2 separate regions of the Dromaius novaehollandiae genome follow, and region 1 is linked to region 2. A link is a contact called in public Hi-C data. All regions are on one chromosome and are shown on one strand. Each heading gives the region's core, a stretch centred on a gene start, on an enhancer-like site or on the middle of the called end of the contact. The rest is flanking DNA. Distances are from core to core; before and after follow the strand shown. Region 1 overlaps LOC112989172 (a long non-coding RNA gene). Region 2 holds the start of NSMCE2 (NSE2 (MMS21) homolog, SMC5-SMC6 complex SUMO ligase).

What was found. Hi-C and Micro-C count contacts between places; a contact is called where the count stands out from the background.
Region 1: a contact with region 2 is called in a Hi-C map of liver, with 10 times the contacts expected there. The contact joins the enhancer-like site here to the promoter of NSMCE2 in region 2. A contact is called at or near these places in 2 of 4 Hi-C or Micro-C datasets (brain and liver).

Annotation. Positions count from the first base shown.
Region 1 is chr2:158,588,143-158,591,346 of bDroNov1.hap1, reverse strand. All of the region lies in intron 1 of LOC112989172 (a long non-coding RNA gene), which reads right to left. Among named protein-coding and RNA genes, the nearest start is that of LRATD2, 57 kb to the right of the region's middle. Within about 2 kb of position 1,711, at least 1 of the 2 cell types and tissues checked has open chromatin away from gene starts, as enhancers often do.
Region 2 is chr2:157,941,503-157,944,983 of bDroNov1.hap1, reverse strand. NSMCE2 (NSE2 (MMS21) homolog, SMC5-SMC6 complex SUMO ligase) reads right to left here and starts at 1,617. Exons shown (of 7, transcript XM_026110081.2): 1 at 1,477-1,617. It overlaps WASHC5 (WASH complex subunit 5), which reads left to right and starts at 1,655. Exons shown (of 29, transcript XM_026110080.2): 1 at 1,655-1,791; 2 at 3,052-3,354. The coding sequence starts at 3,169.

The DNA of each region.
Region 1 (3,204 bases), core at 462-2,961, 650 kb before region 2:
CTGTATCCTACACATGAGTCTGTGAAGGTTGCTTAGGGTAACTTACTCACTCATAGATACCCCCATTCAGATACTGTCAGGATAAGTGAGTGGTGGAAACTCAAGAGACCCCAAACTGTACTATGCTCTGGATAGCCATATTCATTCCCTTCTATATCTGTCAGTCAGGAATGATTGTGGCATGTCTCAAACTGCACAGGTAGATTTGTTGAGCAAAACTTCAGCAGTGTTCAACAAACCTGTCCTGTTAGACTGCTATAGCACCACTCAGAGGGAGCCCTTACAGGATCCAAGATGTAATATTTCTAATGAAATGGACAGAGACTACAAATGGTATCTGTGGACTTTCTCTGTTTTTGCTGTCGTGCTACCCTCTTTTTCATTCTCTGTCACATATTAAATGTAGTATCTGGAAACAAGAGATTGACTCCAGAGCCCTAACTCAGCCTCAACTGAGCATCATATGCCACTCTGCGGAGTCCATGATTGCTCCCTGGGTGATACTGAGTATAGGGGCTGAGCTGAGCAGCTGGTGCTTTCCCTTTAACATCCTGCTGGAAGAACTCCTGCACATCAAGCCATTAGACCATCTAATAGGAGTAATAAAGCTGATATCAGGTACATTTATTTTAACTATACAATAAGGCGCAGCATCAAAACTGCAAAGTGCCAGCCAGATTCTCAGCAGTACATAATATGTCTTGCATTTTTACATTTACCAGCAAGGCATAAACATGTCACAGAAAATTCCCAGGATGCAGAAATATTCTTTGCTGAGCTGAATAAGGAAAGGCAGGCACTATTCTTTAAAAGCGAGCATGCACAATTAACAAGGAAAGTATTGCCAATAAAAAGGCGAAAGATGGCCAGTGAGTGTAATTAAATGGGATAGTTCAGGGTGTGGGTTCAGAAGGAAAATGACAACTACAAGTAACAAAAGCACTTTCAAGGTAACTGGTGTTTTTAGCTGCAGCTTCACAGAACATGGCTAAGTGCAAACGGAGGTTTAGAGAGGCCTGGTTGAAGTATATGGTGAGTTTATGTCAGATAAGAGTCGAGTGGGATCCCAGAAAGGTCATAGATTTGGTTTTCTATTGGGAAGGATCTCTGCTGTTATTTTTCATCAATGAATGCTAGGACCAGAAGGTGTTCAGGTGTCCAGGTTTCCAAACTGGGACCTAAAACATAGGCTGTCAAAGCTCCCACTGATTCATTGCATGAATATTTATGAGGACCTGGACCTAACTGATTTGGAAAAGGTCATAGGCAAGCAGTATAGACAGGCTGAGAATACAACATTTATTTTGGTGTGCAGTTCTTTCCATTGGTCCTCTTTACTCATGCACTGATCGGCTGGCAGACTGTCCACAGTCCTCCTAAGGTCCCTGTTCCTCCAGGAGCCAGTCTGCTTGCTCTGACATACCCATCTTCATGAAACTCCTGTGAGGCAGAGGAGTATGAACTGCCCCATCAGGAGCTGAGACACAAACTCACATGGTCCTACAGAAAGGCTGTGGCAAAACAAGCACTGGACTGTGTCCCGTGCTTGTGTTTAAAATCCTTTGCCTCCAAATTATTCATGGCATTCAGAAACACATGTCGTCTCTAGTCTCTACGTCACCTCTTTAATAAACAGCTCAAATTCAGAGGATTCAGCTCTAAAAGGTGTCCATATGGGAACATTCAATGAAATCCAAGAACTCTGCTGCAGACAGCTGTCAAATTTATAGAACAGCAGGCACAACTGCAAGCAATACAATTGCGAGCACCACAGACTCGGTATGGATAGTGTCTTTTACAATGTAAATGTCCTCGGTGCTTTGCATCAAGAAGCTGTAAATGTTTTACAACATTTTAATAGAGTGCACATAAAACTGCAATGATTTGAAAGAAAGAAACCATGACCGTATAGCCAGTGTTGAAGAGACAAAAGGCAGATTTGTGCCAGGCTCCCTTTTAAAATATAGATTGTGTGAGCTGATTGGGAAAATCGGGAAAATCCTTTAATTACAGAAACTAGGCCTGGAAGAGACCTCAAAGCCTCGTGTAGCCTAGTGCTCGTGTTCCAAAGCAGGACTGAAAAAGCTGACAAGTTTGTCTCACCTATTCTTTCAAACCTCCAGTGAGAGCGTCCTGGGACCTCATTAGGCAGAAAAAAAGTCTCTTCTTCTACGGAGAAGCTCAAAAGCTCAAGGTTAATCTGCGCTACAACAAGGGGAAACTTAAACATGTCAGGTACCTTCACCTTCCATCTTACATCCCCATGTCTGACTTTTGCTACCTCTAAGTTGGGCTTACAGCAGCCATACTGAGTATTCATCAGCTGAGGACTGTCTTCATTGGTAACCATATTTAGCCACAGGCTCACAGATGTTTTTAGTCAAGAAAACTGTATCAAGAAAATGGCTTTCTATCCCGAGAGCAATGTGTCTTCTTTGTAAAACTTAAAAACCACAAGATGAGTCTAAGTCAATTTTCATCCTTGGACCAAGCCTGTGGAGTTCCCTGGAGTGGGTCAGGATAGAGCAGGTCAGTCACAAGGGAAGGTGGGAGGAACCACAGAGCAGCAAAAGTAAAAGCGCACAGCTGCACTCACCGGCTCTCACAAGCACAGAGAAGGTTTGCTGTGCTACGTGTCAGCTATCTGATACCTACTGTGATGTATCCTAAAAAGAGTGCATGTGGTGGTTACAAGGGCAGATTGTAAGATAACTTGCATAGGATAGTCTTTGTTTTCTAATCTGACAAATTAATAATGATTATATGTGTCAGAAAATAAAGCTGCACTACAATTAACTACTTCTTTATTATACAGAGCGCCCTCCTTATTTATTTAAGTAATGAAGGGTAACAACTCTATCTAGTAAACATGCTGGGTTCTATCCTGGCTGTCAGGTCTAATCGACAGTCTGGTTCTTGCCCTGCCTCGAGGGTAGTGCAGCTGTACTCCATCCTGCGCAGGATGGATTGCAAGTTTTGCTCTAGCCTTGCTGGATATGGACGAGTCTAATATAGGAGCCCTGGTAGTGATTTCACAAACTATGCTTGTTTTGCTCCTTACAGGAGTTTCGGTGGGGGGAGGGGAATAACCCCCAAGCGGTGGGGGGAGGGGAATAACCCCCAAGGAGTTATCCCCAGACCAGGGATAACCTTCAAAGTCTGTACTACAGACTCCTTTACTATGGGCTTCTTTATAAAGCATTT
Region 2 (3,481 bases), core at 368-2,867:
CTCTCTCTCTCTCCTTCTAAAGGTGCATCTTGTCATAGAGGAGGCTGCAATCTTCAACAATAGCTCCAAGTCATCTCATCTTATCTGCTCTCCCCACCAAAAGGCAGTGATTGCCATCTATAATACCATTTAAGAGACTGCCAAACTGACAACAGAAGACAAGGAAAAAGTTTCTTACAAACTCCATGAAAGTAATGGAAAGGAATGCTCTTAAAGCTTTATTTAATAACAAATGCTTAAACTGTTACATGAAAATTTTATTCTATTTTTTTAAAGCAGCTGTTTCCCATCTCACCAAGAGTGTTTGTACTGAACCTCTGTAACCCAAACTTTATACACTGTTAGTCACATAAAATCATGTTAGCAGTTCTATCTTTCTGGGCCCATTTGGTGTATCAAAATTAACACAGAGAACCTAATTCACTTCCTGAACTTGGTATATCTCATTCATTGAGCAAGTCTGCTGTTCTTTTGGAAATTTCACACACACACACTGTGAAAGACAGGAATCTGAAAAAAACAACAACAAAAAGTTAAAAAGGCTTCTCCATTCTTCTGAAACGCGTGGGAACACTGAGTAGCTATACAGGAATCAAAGCTGTTGTCTACAATGCTAAATCATACCATCACATTGGTCATTTCATCACAATTTGTGTTTTGACAGGTAATTTAAGTATCCATGGACAGATTTTTTTTAATTTTGTAGAAACAGTTGACCCCAAGCACAGACTTCCCTCTCAAATTTTGTAAGTTAATTCTTTAAGCACAACTTACAGCTCAAAGCTGTCTATGTTGCCTTTAAAAGAAAAGGCAATTTCCTCCCTGGAAGAGGGTTTTGAGCAGTGTCTCTAAGGCGCTCCCTTTCACCATGAAGGTCTTCACTGGGTGCAGCAATGAAGCCAGTAGATTTGCAAACCCCGCCCTTCATCTTCTGGGAAATACAATGACCAAAACCTAGATTTCAAAAGGAGACCCAAGCGAGACTAGCTAAGCAGTTTTTTCTTTCAATAATATTCAAACAGCCCAGACAAGACTACGAAGCAGAAACCCTAGAAGGCTAAAGCTTCAATTCCGTCACCAATTTTTAAGATTTGAGCAAATGACCTAACTGCCCTCCGCTCCAATCTCCCAAACTTTGAAACAGAGGTAGAATACAAGATCTGCAGGCGATCAGCGCTCACTGTTGCTATCAGTCCCTACCTCCTAGACGCACTTGGCGGCCACTGTACCACGGAGACGCTACTTCCCCACCGCAGAGCCGGGGAGGGGAGCGCGGCGGGCCGGGAGCCCCGCTCCCCACCTCACAGCCCCGCCATCCGCCCGTGCCGGAGGCAGCGGCCCGCCTCACCTCGCCGCCGGGCAGGAGGCTCCCGCAGGACAGGGCCGCGCGGGCCCTCCCTCACGCTCCGCGCCCCGCCCGAGGGGAAGGCGGCGGCGGCGGCTGCCGCAGGCCGCTCCGCAGCCACAGCTGCTCACCTCGTCCCAGCCGCCGCAGCCTCGGGGGGCTCCTCTCAGAGGCGGCCGCACCACCCCTCCCGGCCGCGGGCGCGGGGCACGCTAGGGCCCGGGGAGGCGGGCTGAGCCCGCGGCGGAACCGCCTCATCAGCCGGCGCCGCCGCACGTGACGGGCCCCGTCATGTGATGGGAGAGCGGGGTGCCACCACCGCCGCCTGCCCGCTGCCCTCCTACCTGCTGCGGCTGCTCCGCTGGGGGCTGCACCGTCCGCGGGCCTTGGGGGAGCGGAGCAGCCTCCACCGTCCGCTCTCCCTCACCGAGCTAGCTGCGGGCACTGTAAGCGCGGCACCTCGGGCAGGTCGCGGCCGGCGCTGGGGTGGGAGGCGAGAGCTTTCCCCGCGCTGGGGCTGGGGCGGCGGAGCGGGGCCGCGTTGCACCGAGGGGGGCGGCGGTTGGTCTCGCGGCGCGGCCGTTGCCGCTCGGTGGGCGGCGGTTGGTCTCGCGGCGCGGCCGTTGCACCGAGGGGGGCGGCGGTTGGTCTCGCGGCGCGGCCGTTGCACTGCGGGGGCCTCACGCACTGAGGGGGGCTGTTGGCTGGGGAAGGAGCCCTCGGAAAGGGAATGAAAACGGCGGCTCGTCCCTCCTCAGTGAGGCCCGCCTGCACTGGAGGTGACTTTTGTGCAACTCCAGGAGCTGTCTGTGGGCTCTGCCATGTTTTTATCGTCATCTTGTGTCAAGACATCACATTATGGCCTGATGAATGAGGTTACTAGTGGGGATGAGAGGTCGTGTGAAGTCCAGGCCTGTTCTTTTGGGTCTGGGACCTGCACCGAGGCCTGCAGAGGAGCCCTTGTTGCAACACCAGCAGTGCCTTGCTCTGCACAGAGCAGGAAGATCAGACTCCTTGATTGCGTTTTGAGGCAGACTGGGTTCAGAAGAGGCACTGCCATCTTAAATGTAGCTCAATGGGTTAGAAGGTTTTTGATGAAAAGTAAAGTCAACTCATAACCTCCCATAAATGTTGCAAAACTAAAAAGCAGCTTATTTTTAGACATGCTGCATTCCAGATCTTTCAGAAGAAAATGCCCACAAATAAAACCATGGCCAGGAAATGCAACCACAATACAGAAGCTCTCTCTCTTAAGCAATAAGTAAAGGAAAGGAGCTGTATTATTTCCATTTGCTATAGGATTTTCCCTTGTTCCAGCACCCATTGTAATGGGTTTGGTTGTGTTTTTAAGTAGGTATAGTATTATAAATGCACCTCCTAACATACTGGTTTGTGCTTTCCTTGCTGCCGTCTGCTGCATGGCCTCGATTGCTTCAGTATTTGTTTCATTTTTTTAATAGCTACCTTAAAATTTTCTGGCACAAAAGATCATGCGGTTGTTTCTTGCCTGGTCACGCAGGTGACTGAGCTAAAACTGCATATATGTTGAATGTAAATTCAGTCTATTGTTTCATTTGAACAAAACATGGATCATTTAGATTTCATAAACTGTAAGATTTCATAGTGTGCTTAAAAATCCTTATAGAATAAATTGTCAAAAGTGTAGCTATGAAATGCTCAAAATGTGGATTTTTTTGTTTTTACAGGTACTATTAATGGAACAGCCGCTTCTCTCCTTAGACATTCCTCTTCAGATAACCTAAAGACTAACATTCAGAAACAGACTGCAGGACTGTTGCTGCTTGGTCACGTTCGGCTCCACAATGGTTGATTTTCTAGCTGAAAATAATCTTTGTGGTCAGGCCATTCTTAGGATTGTCTCCTGTGGAAATGCCATCATTGCAGAACTTTTAAGACTTTCCGAATTTATTCCTGGTGTGTTCAGGCTAAAGGACAAGGCTGATCAACAGAAGTATGGGGATATCATATTTGATTTCAGTTATTTCAAGGTAAATCCTTTGCTTGTGAAACTTTTCTTCAAAGTATTGTTGTCGTGATAGAGCCTGAGGGTTATTTCAGCTTACGTCCTCGTAAATGTGGAAACAGCGACTGTCATGTTAGTTCCTAACATTTATC